Regions from separate parts of the Mus musculus genome. Here region 2 is linked to region 1. Evidence: chromatin contacts called from public promoter capture Hi-C data. All regions are on one chromosome and are shown on one strand. The core of a region is the stretch at or near the end of the contact, and the rest is flanking DNA. Distances in the headings are between cores, read along the strand shown. Region 1 holds the start of Klhl29 (kelch-like 29). Region 2 overlaps 2810032G03Rik (RIKEN cDNA 2810032G03 gene).

What was found. Promoter capture Hi-C pulls out the DNA fragments that hold promoters and counts their contacts.
Region 2: a contact with region 1 is called in a promoter capture Hi-C map of hippocampal neurons, with 2.5 times the contacts expected there. The contact joins the enhancer-like site here to the promoter of Klhl29 in region 1. A contact is called at or near these places in 1 of 39 promoter capture datasets (hippocampal neurons), 5 of 484 Hi-C or Micro-C datasets (the HL-1 cell line, the N1E-115 cell line, cerebellar granule neurons and 2 more), 2 of 115 datasets of contacts at active chromatin or transcription factors (both in embryonic stem cells) and 3 of 9 other capture datasets (adipose tissue, liver and pancreatic islet).

Annotation. Positions count from the first base shown.
Region 1 is chr12:5,373,081-5,377,979 of GRCm38.p6, reverse strand. Klhl29 (kelch-like 29) reads left to right here and starts at 2,298. Exons shown (of 14, transcript NM_001164493.1): 1 at 2,298-2,878. It overlaps 2810032G03Rik (RIKEN cDNA 2810032G03 gene), which reads right to left and starts at 2,260. Exons shown (of 2, transcript NR_015579.2): 1 at 1,452-2,260.
Region 2 is chr12:5,407,434-5,412,332 of GRCm38.p6, reverse strand. All of the region lies in intron 1 of 2810032G03Rik (RIKEN cDNA 2810032G03 gene), which reads right to left. Among named protein-coding and RNA genes, the nearest start is that of Gm32214, 28 kb to the left of the region's middle. Within about 2 kb of position 2,167, at least 25 of the 459 cell types and tissues checked have an H3K27ac peak or open chromatin away from gene starts, as enhancers often do. A contact at or near this core is called in hippocampal neurons, where this site is marked.

The sequences.
Region 1 (4,899 bases), core at 1,049-3,548:
ATCCTATTTGTATACAGGCTCAGATGAAAAGAGGGTAGGGTAAGAAAAATGTAGACATACCCTCTGGGATTCTAATCCATTCAGCTCATCTCTTCCCCCCTGACATTTTGACCCTATTGCTATAAAAAAAAAAAAAAAAAAAAAAAAAAAAAAAAAAAAAAAAAAAAAGCCTTCCTCTGGGATGGGATTCCAGTCTGCTTCTCTTCTCCAACAATGCTTAGCAAGTCAACTGAGAGAATTTTTCTATCCTCACGTAAAGGAAGCCAAGAAAGGATTCCTGGAGTTCACTGCCCCTTCATTCACTTGAGGATCATTCAAAACAATTGGTCAGAAGCTATACATAGCCAAATTGCCAGGTTTTAACCTATTCAAACCTTGGCCATGTCCTATATTGCCTACAACGATCGTACAGGAAGCTGTTCAGAATGTAGCTAGCTGGTGGACTCCTTGTTCACCGCTGGTGAGCACACACAGATCCTCACAGAGGATGGCTTCCCATGGAGCTGGCGTGCCTGTAGCTTCGTTTTGCTTCTCTTTGCATCGAATTGCCTGAGATATTGCTTAGGTGTCTATTTTAAACCCCAATCCATCCCTGCCTCGCTTCCCTGCTCTCTATTCTCTTCTGGTACCTCGTTCACCATCTTGCCAACTTAGTATTCAAACCACACCTATATTTCACCTTCAGGTGTAGTTTGAGGACCTCTGGGGGCTGTTTTCCCCCAAACTGCCACCCTATCTCCCTCTGAGGAGCCTCTGTCACTGCCTTAATGTCACTGCCCTGGCTGTCCTGTCTTGGGGGTAGATTCCTTTGGGATGCAAACACTGTGCGTCCCTAACCCACCTTTCAAGCTTTTGAACACTAAAACTTCATCTGATTCTCCCCCCCCCCCAAATGCAGTTACTCTAACACCAACGGCCCATCTCCCCGCTGTCTTCTTCCCTCTTCACTGACAGTTCTCCTGCTACCCTCAGCAGATTATTATTATTTATTATTTATCAGCCATGACACTGTACTGTGCTTCCTACAAGATATTAAAGGATACACAACCCCTGCACTGAGTTTACAGCCAAAACAGCAGAGCTGTGGGTCTGACAATCACAGGAGGCCCCTGAGAGAAAAAAGTTCTCCCTCCTCCCTGGCAAAGACATGAGTGGAGCCTAGTAAAGCCTTCCCAGGACAGCCAGCCCAGATCAGCCTTAAAAAACAGCTATGTCCCTCCCCTATTACCCACCCACCCCCGCCCCCAGTTTGAAATAGGCCTCAGTATTTGTGTGGATGGGGTGGGGGAGGTATGGGTGAAGAGAAATGAAGAAGGAACCCACCGACTATAAACTTCAGACTTTAACCTTCAGACTTGCCTGAAAGATGGAGGGGAACTGAGCCACAGGCTTTCCCTCTGAATCTCAAAACAGGTGAGGGGTTCTGTGGGTCTGGGAATAAGAAAACTGACCTGCAGAGTTAGCAACCCAAGGAAGACAGGCACAGAAAAGAAGTGTGCTGGAGAGATGAAAAAGCTCACACCCACACCGGTAGCCACAGGTCTCCAGCCAAAGTTTCCTCTTAGTGTTCCAGTTAGGGTCTGCGTAGACAGCATGAAGAGAGGAAGACTCGGTCAGTGTGGATCTTGGGAGGGTTGGCTGCAGCTGGAGTGTCAAAGCAGGCCTGTGTGATCTGAGCAACCCAGGGAGGTCTGTGAAAACAGGAAAGTTCGCATATGCTCAGAAGTCAGGGCAGATGCAAGAAGACAGGACTGGCATGGCTCGCGGTGGTCTTTCAGAGATATGGACGTTCCCTACTCCTTCTCCAGGCTGGAGTGTCATAGGGAGGGCGGAAGCTGAAAGACGATTGGACTTTTCTTTCTCAAACTTTTCCACCAGTTTCCTCAGGTGTTGAGAGCAGCAGGGAAGCTCCCTTCAGTCCGTTTCCTTGAAGCCCGGGCTCTCTCGGAACCCGGAGGCCATGGCCCAGCAGCCCGGCCATGCGTCGTGAGTCTACCGGCGCGGCCACGGAGCCGGGCGAGCCGGGTATCTTTGCAGGGGGCGGGGGTGGCGGACCAACCACGGACACACCCGCTGGCATTGAGCCTGGGGCCCGGCGCGCGGCTGCAGGGGATCCCTGGGGCCCCGGGAGCCAAGCGCTGAGCCGGGCCGGGGGCGCCCCGCCTCCCCCACCCTCCGCCCCCGCCTACTCGGGCGTCTGTGATTGGCTCCGCCCGTCCCTGGCTGCGCGCCGAAGCCCGCCTCCCTCGCAGCTAAAGCAGACGGTACCCGGAGAGGAGCGAGCCAGAAGGGAGCATGGTCCCCGCGCCGCGGCCGCGCCAATCCCCGCGCCGCCGCCGCCGTCGCCGCTGTCCCTGCCACCGCCGATCTAGCAGCAGCTCTAACCCCGGCTCCGGCTACCCAGCGCACGTCCGCAGCCCAGGTCATTGGCGAGCCTAAGCTCAGCCCCCTCCCGGAGCCCGAGCCCGGAGCCCGGCGCCCGGAGCCAGCCCCAGCCCCGCGGCCGCCGCGGCTGCGGGGAGAGGGCGGGGGCGATGCTGCCGGAGCCGCCGCCGCTGCCGCCGCCTCGATGAGAGCCGCGCCGCACCGCGCATAGCCGCGCAGGCTGACAGGCAGAAAGACTGACTTCCCTCTCCCGGGCATCCTCCCTGGGCTGCCGGGAGGCGGCGGCGGAGGAGGAGGAGGAGGGAAAAGGGGAGAAGGCGGAGAGCAGGAACGAGAGGAGGTGGACCTGGATCCGTTTCTCCGGGCCAGGACTCGAGCGGCCCCAGCTACCGCTACCCGCCGGCGCCGTCCCCTATCCATCAACCCTCCTGCACCCATCCGCGACCCTGGGCTCTCTGCGCGTCGGGCCGGGGCTGGAGCGGCGCGGCCGCAGGTAAGAGCCGGATCAGGTTGGGGCTCTTGGGATGCCTAACGGGGCAGAGGGGAGGGAGTAAGGGTTCCCAGGGTCCTGGTAGCTTCTGGGCCAGGCAGGACTTGGGAGTGTGGCCCAGAGCCTGGAACGCTGGGCTCGGCTCTGGCAGTGGCGGCGGCTGGAGCTGGAGCCTCCCGCGTCTGAGCTCGCAAGCCTGCAGAAGCCCTTGCGCCTGCGCTGCTCCGGGGATGGAAAAAAGGGGGAAAAAAACTTCCTGCCCCCGGGTGTGTTATGCAGGGAATGCCTAGGGGAACTATCGCAGTGGTCGAAGGTGCTAGAAGCAAATACGACACCAGAGTCGGGTAGCGCTGGGCCGGGCCAAGCCGTGTGCGCCCCTCTCCTGGCCACCTCCCCCTGCGCGGCCCAGGGCCCCAGCAGTGCCGGGGGACCCAGAAAGCACTGGAAAGCTGGTCCCCAGGGCGGCCGTGTGCCCTGCGGGTTGGGGAGATGCGCGCCTGTGTGCCAAGGGAAGCTAGATGACGGGTTCTGCCACTCGCGTTCTTAGACCCAGCATTTGGGGACCGGGTTTCTTCACTGGATCCCAAGTAACTTTCGAGGTGGAAGAGCTTGAATATCATCTGAATGGAACCCACACAGACCGTGTTGTGACCTCCCCTACATTCCCTTGACACCTTGTGGTTTCCAGCGGGGGTTGGAGGTGGGAGGACAGCTTCAGGGATGCGAAGGGCGGGGAGGTGGTGGCGAGTGGAGAGGGGTTGTTTATGTGTGGGATAGTAGACCGGAGACACGTAGGTGGGAGTGTGGCCGCGCGCCCAGACTGCCACGGGCCATGCGGGCTGACCGCGGGCTCACGTCCGGGTCTTCGTGGCCTGGAGGCAGGAGGGTTATCTGTGGTCGCGCGCTGGTGCCCTCGCTGGGCAGTGTCGGCCCCAGGCCCTAGGGGAGAGAGGCGTGCTCGCTCCAGCCCAGATCTCGGAACCCGCAGCCCAGTTTCGTTCCGAGGCTGCTCCCGGGGCAGGTTCGGTGTGCGTCGCCTGGGGAAGGTGGAGACGCACTGCCTGCCTGCGGCTGTTCTCCCAGGAGCCGGCGACTGCAAAGCGCGAGTCTTGGATGCCTGGGTCCGCCTGCTGAGAAGCCCGTTCTCTCTCATCGCTGGCCTCTGGAACCGAAAGGCAGCAGCGGTCAGTTGACCGATCTCCCGCGGGTCCCCAGGGATGATGGTGGGTGAGAAGCATCCGGTCCTGGTACATGCGCGGCTCTGCGAAGCACATCGTTTCTCCCTATGGTGTTTGCGAGGCGGCGCGCCTGGGGCAAATCGTGAACGCAGATGTTTATGTAGCATTAGGCGAGACCTCTTCGCTGGAGGGACTAGACGTGGAGGATGCCTGGCTGCGGCTGCCGAGAAACTTCCACTCCTCAGTTCTGGGACATTCATGCTCCACCACTGCAGGCTCCAGCCCCTCATCAGCTAAGCGACGCTAGGATTTGGACTCCTCTTGCAGTGACAGATCTGTCCTGGTTACAGCTGTATTTATCCTCATTTCATTCTCTTTAAAGCCATTTGTCTAGTCACTACAGAGTTTCTCCCCTGCCGTGGTCTTACTGCTAACTCAGCCCGGGGAGGGCAGATTTGAGAAATTCTTTCCGTTCAGGATGAGTGATAGCACATTTAATTAGCCTACCTCACTCCTGGCTTTTTAAATTTAAATTAAGGGTGTGGGGGGAGGTGGAGAGCTAACTTTCTAATTATTTTTCACTGGGGGGGGGTGGTATTTAACAATTGTATAGATTGCTCATACTGACACTTAGAGAAAGCTTATGAGGAAGGACATAATAATTTAAGAGTTCCTTGTCATGCATGTATTTGATAGTCTGCCTGTTCCTACACGTTTGGAGCAGTGAGTCACAGTGTCTATATTCCCATATATTGTTCTGGAGTGCAATGGGTTTATCACATTGCTACAAATCAGGAAATCACTAGCATGTGTGCCCTAAAACCTTATATGAATTTAATAATGTTT
Region 2 (4,899 bases), core at 918-3,417, 34 kb before region 1:
CCCCTCCTCTCTTAGCCTCTGAGAACTCCCAGAGCTGGGGTTGGACAGCTGTGCAGAGTCTCATGTTCTCGGAGAGGCAATGGAGCTCCAGGTTCAGCCAGCAGTGGAGAGACAGCAAAAGGGCTGCATGGAATCTCTGCTCCATGCGTTGATGCTGTTAATAAATAAGGCTTTTTCTCTAAAGACCTGAAATCTGTCTGCTCATTCCAACACACAAAATTATTCATTTAAGAAATCCTCATTGACACGAAGTAGGTAGGGACTTACTAATCATTGACCCCATTTTGCAGACTGAAAAACCCGAGACCTAGAAGGGAACTGGAGTGTGTAAGCACTGGCAGTGCGGGTGTTTTGCATACCTGGACAGCATCCTACTTAGGGAGAGGGCAGTCACAGCACCCATGCTAGCATGCTAAAAGAGGAGCCGGAGCTCCTCTGGGTCCCCAGGGATCTGTACTGAATCTCTAGGGAGCTCTGTGACCAACCGCCTTATCTCACTACCAACTCCCCGAGGACCAGTCCCAGCCTCAGTCCTTCCCTCTTCTCAGTCCTCCTAGGACCTAGCAAAACGAGAAAGAGACCCCTGACTTGTGGATCATCTAAACCCTTGCAAAACATCTTCTCTAGTCCAGGATCTCCTAGCCCCCAGGGAGGTTTTCAGGCCATCTTCTCCTGCTAGTTCTCCAACTGTCAGAGCTCCCAGGCTCCGGGTAACCATGGCAATCACCAGTATTCACAACAGCAGTGACAGGAGCCTCAGCAGGCCCCGTCTGACCTGCTCTGCTGCAGATGGGGTGCCATCTTCCTGAAGCTTCTGTGGAGTGCTGTGGGCGGGCACAAATCCAGCATGTACCCCTTATACACCTGCTGCCTGTGTTGAGTGGCTGCTAGGAGAATCTACCTCCCAGACCAAGAACCAGTGCGGGAGGAGGCTTTGGGTCTCCTACTGTTGGAGTATGGCTTGGGCCATATGAGAGCTAGGATGGGATTCAAGAACATAGTGGCCATCTAGGTGGGAGCTAAGAATGAAGGCTTTTGCTCTGAACACCTACCACTTCCAGTCTTAGCCATGCTTCCAGAAGGGTCAGCCACCATGGAAGGCTAGCTCAACTGAATGGAGGGTGGGGGTGGGGGCAGGGGGATGTTATCGTGCCAAAAAAAAAAAAATTTAGAGGGGCACTCACTAGCTATCTCATGTGCCCCTTACCCAATGTTAAAAAGCCAAAGCAGAGCATCCTGACAAGCTGTGGGTGCTTGTTGCACAGCCACCACAAAGTCTGCTGTAGCTCTACCACCAGGACCATGCAGCCTGCTAAAAGCTACTGCAACCCCCTAACTCCACGCCCCTCCCCCCTTTCACTTTCTTCAGCCTGTTCTCCAAGCTCTTTCCGGTTCTCTCACACTGGCAGAACCTCTACCAGTCTGGCCTCGCTTTAATTCTCTGTCTCTCCCCCCACCCCACCCCCCTTCCTATTAACCACTCCAGAGTTATACAGACCTCAGCAGGCATCCCATACCCAAAGCCCACAAAATGGGGGTGTGGGTCAGGGAGGCACTCTAAGAACCCTGCCAAAAACTCAGGATTTTCGGGTCCAGTTTCTTCTGAGAAATCTTTAAATGGAAAGAGCAAAGGTGGAGAAAATAAGTTTCTTAAGAACATCCCCTCCCCCGGTGCCAAAACCCTGGCTTCTAGCCAGTCGGCTTGGCTTCGCAGCTGGGAGAGCCCAGTGCTGTTGACGTAGAACGTCACAGTGCTCCCTCTAGCGGTGAACTTCTCGCGCAGAGTTTGCCGTAGCTCTACCGCCAGGACCATTCAGCCTGCTAAAAGCTACAGCAACTCCCTAGCTCGAGAGAGACAACCATTTGCCACAAAACTTACTTGTCCCCCGACCTAGGAGAGGGCTCCACTCTATTCTACCCTGGTCAGGCAAGTCAGGAATGAGGGAAACTGCCCAGCCAGCCTCAAACTGAGCTGCCCACCAAACGAAAACATCCGTGCTACCTCACCAAGCCAACTATCTAGTCTGCTGGCTTGTTTTGTTTGTTTGGTTGGTTGGTTGGTTGGTTGTTTGCTTGCTTGCTTGCTTGAACCAACATTAACTCTCTAGGATGCTCTCCTGGAAAAGGCCCCACCCATATCCCAGATTTCTGGCACCTGTACATCACTGCTGTGTGCCCCACCTCTGCACTAGAGAGGCCCTTTTGTCTCTAACCTCATTCATCCACAGAGTGGGTGTCTGCTGAAGTCACATACAAATTCTTTTAGCATACTTGCTGTGACTGAAGATGTTTCTAAGCCCACATTCTCTTGCTGGGCCTCCAGAATGCCCACTGAGCAGCATCCTGTCTCGCTACCCCTTATGCAACGTTTTCCACTCTGCTGGCCACACCTCAGCTCTTGAAAGATAACCATTCTCACCTACCTCCCACCCCCGCCTGACTCATATCTGGGTCAAGGTTCCAAAAGATTTAAATGTAAGGCGGAAGGGAGGAGAGAGGGAAGGAGGAAGGGGTGATCAATTATCCACATCTAATCAAAGCTGGCATTTGACACAGAGCCCCACTCACTCCCTGCTCAGTCATGCTGTCATCAGAGAGCCAGGCTGCTTTCACATTAATTCAATAAATTAATTAATTTGAACAGCTTTATTGAAATATAATTCACATACCATTAGAATCCACCCACTGAAAATATAATTCTGTACTTTTTAGTATATGCAAAAAGTTGAACATCTATCACTACCATCCATTTTAGAACATTTTCATTACCCCAAATAGAAATGCCACATCCATTAGCAGTCACTCCAAATTCCCTCCAAACTCCACAGCCCAAGGCTAGGAGTAATCTACTTTCTGTCTACTTCCGACTCTGCAGCATAGCCCAGCATCCTACATCACTGGCTTTGTTCCCGGTATGTTTCAGGGTCCATCGATGTTGTAATATGTATCAACACTTCATTTTTTTATTGCTAAATGATACTCTATTGTGTGAATTCAACATTATATACATACTATTCATGCATTCATCAGTTGATATATAATTGGGTTATTTCTACTTGGAGCTATTATGAGCCAAATGAATATATATAATGATGAATAATCAAATGAGTATTTTTATGATATTAAGAACACATGCTTTCCTTTCTCCCTCCAAGAATAAGATGCAGTCTACCATGAAAAATGATAAGAATATGGTAAAATATAAGAGTATTACAGGACATTTGTATTTAATTTTGGACTTCTCTGTATAAGGCAGGATGTTAAGTATTTTCACATAACATCTAATCCTAACAGAAAACTTTGTGCTAAGTTTTTTCATGACAATTGAGTCCATGTTTATCTTTAAACAGCTGAGAGAAAAGCAGAATGAGCATAAGAAATTTTAAGTGACAAACTTGCCCATTGTTACCCCCCTGTGGAGCCGCAGTCATGTCTAGAATTAGGCCAGCAAGGCTGTTTTGTGTTTTCCCTCAATCTTAGCACTTCCTCCCAAATGACACTAGCACCTGCTTGTTTCAATTTATGGGCTCAAAATTCATGACACTGTTTTTGGCATGATGAAGGAGATACATTGCTCTCATGAATCTCATGGGCCAGTCAGAGAGTTGGGCCATGGGGAGATGGACAAGCAGGTCCTTCCACAATGTGGAGCACTGTGAGTAAAACACAAGGAATCTATGCCTGGTCTATCATAGTGGGCAGAGAGGGAACTCCAAGGGAGTGGCCAGGACAGACATAAAAAGGACATATTGCCAGGGGAAGGATGATGCTCACTGTAGAGAAGGCCACAAGCAAACAAATGCAGTTCAAACAGATGGAAGCCATTAGAATTCTCCCATTGAGAATATAGTTCAGGGATAAGGCTATTTGCCTAGCAGGCATGAGACCCTGGAATTCTTTTCCAGCATAGTAAGAGGGGTGAGAGAGAGGTGGGAAAGTGTAGCCAAGAACAAGGAAGAGCCACTGAGGAAGGAGAGTAAGGGAACGGAAGCACAGGACAGGGTCCCAAAGATGCTCAAGAGCCTTGCAGAGCTCTACACAGAATTCAGATAGCATTATAAGTGTAACAGGAGTCCAACGATGACTTTTGGCAAGCTGAGTATTCTGGTCCAACTTCAGTTACAAGATGACTTCCATATAGAGAATGAACCAGAGAGTAGATTCTGGAAGCAGAATCAACAGGATTGCCAGGTGTGTTGGCATACATCTGTAATCTCAGCACCTGGGAAGTGTGTGTGTGTGTGTGTGTGTGTGTGTGTGTGTGTGTGTGATCATGCATGGAAAGGGGTCGGGCGTCCTTCAGCTACTATAGGAAATTTGAGGCCACACTGGGATACATGAGACTCTGTCTCAATAAAATAAAATAAACAAAAGAAAAATAGTAGCAAAAGACCTGGATGGACCAAAGGGAATAGGGCAGAAGGTCCACAGGAGGCTTCTAGATTCTGGCCTATGGGAGTGTGCTACCCTTGGGGTCAATGATTTGAGGGGACATTCAGGGCTCTGTTAACAGAGACGGTGTTTTAAGATCTGGTGCAGCAACCACATGGAGACTCCAAGCTGGTGGCTGCAAGCAGGAGACAGGAGCACTGAGAGGAAGCCTTCCTGGAGAGGGAGCTCAAGTGGGGACTGGGGAGGAGGTGGAAATGAGGCAAGCCTTGCTTAGGCACGGGCATAGATGAGAGCTCCCAGGCGAACTCACTGAAGCTTCCGAAGCCCTTTCTGTGTCTCTCGGGTACTAAAGCAATGAGCCACTTCCATCCGGTTAGTGGAGGTGGGGATGCGGGCGGGAAGGGGGCTCACAGATGAGTCTGGCTGCTTGATGTCATGTAAATCTCACAGTAAGTTTTCTTCATCCAGTCATGAGCATCTTTCAATAAAGGACACATAAACATTCCC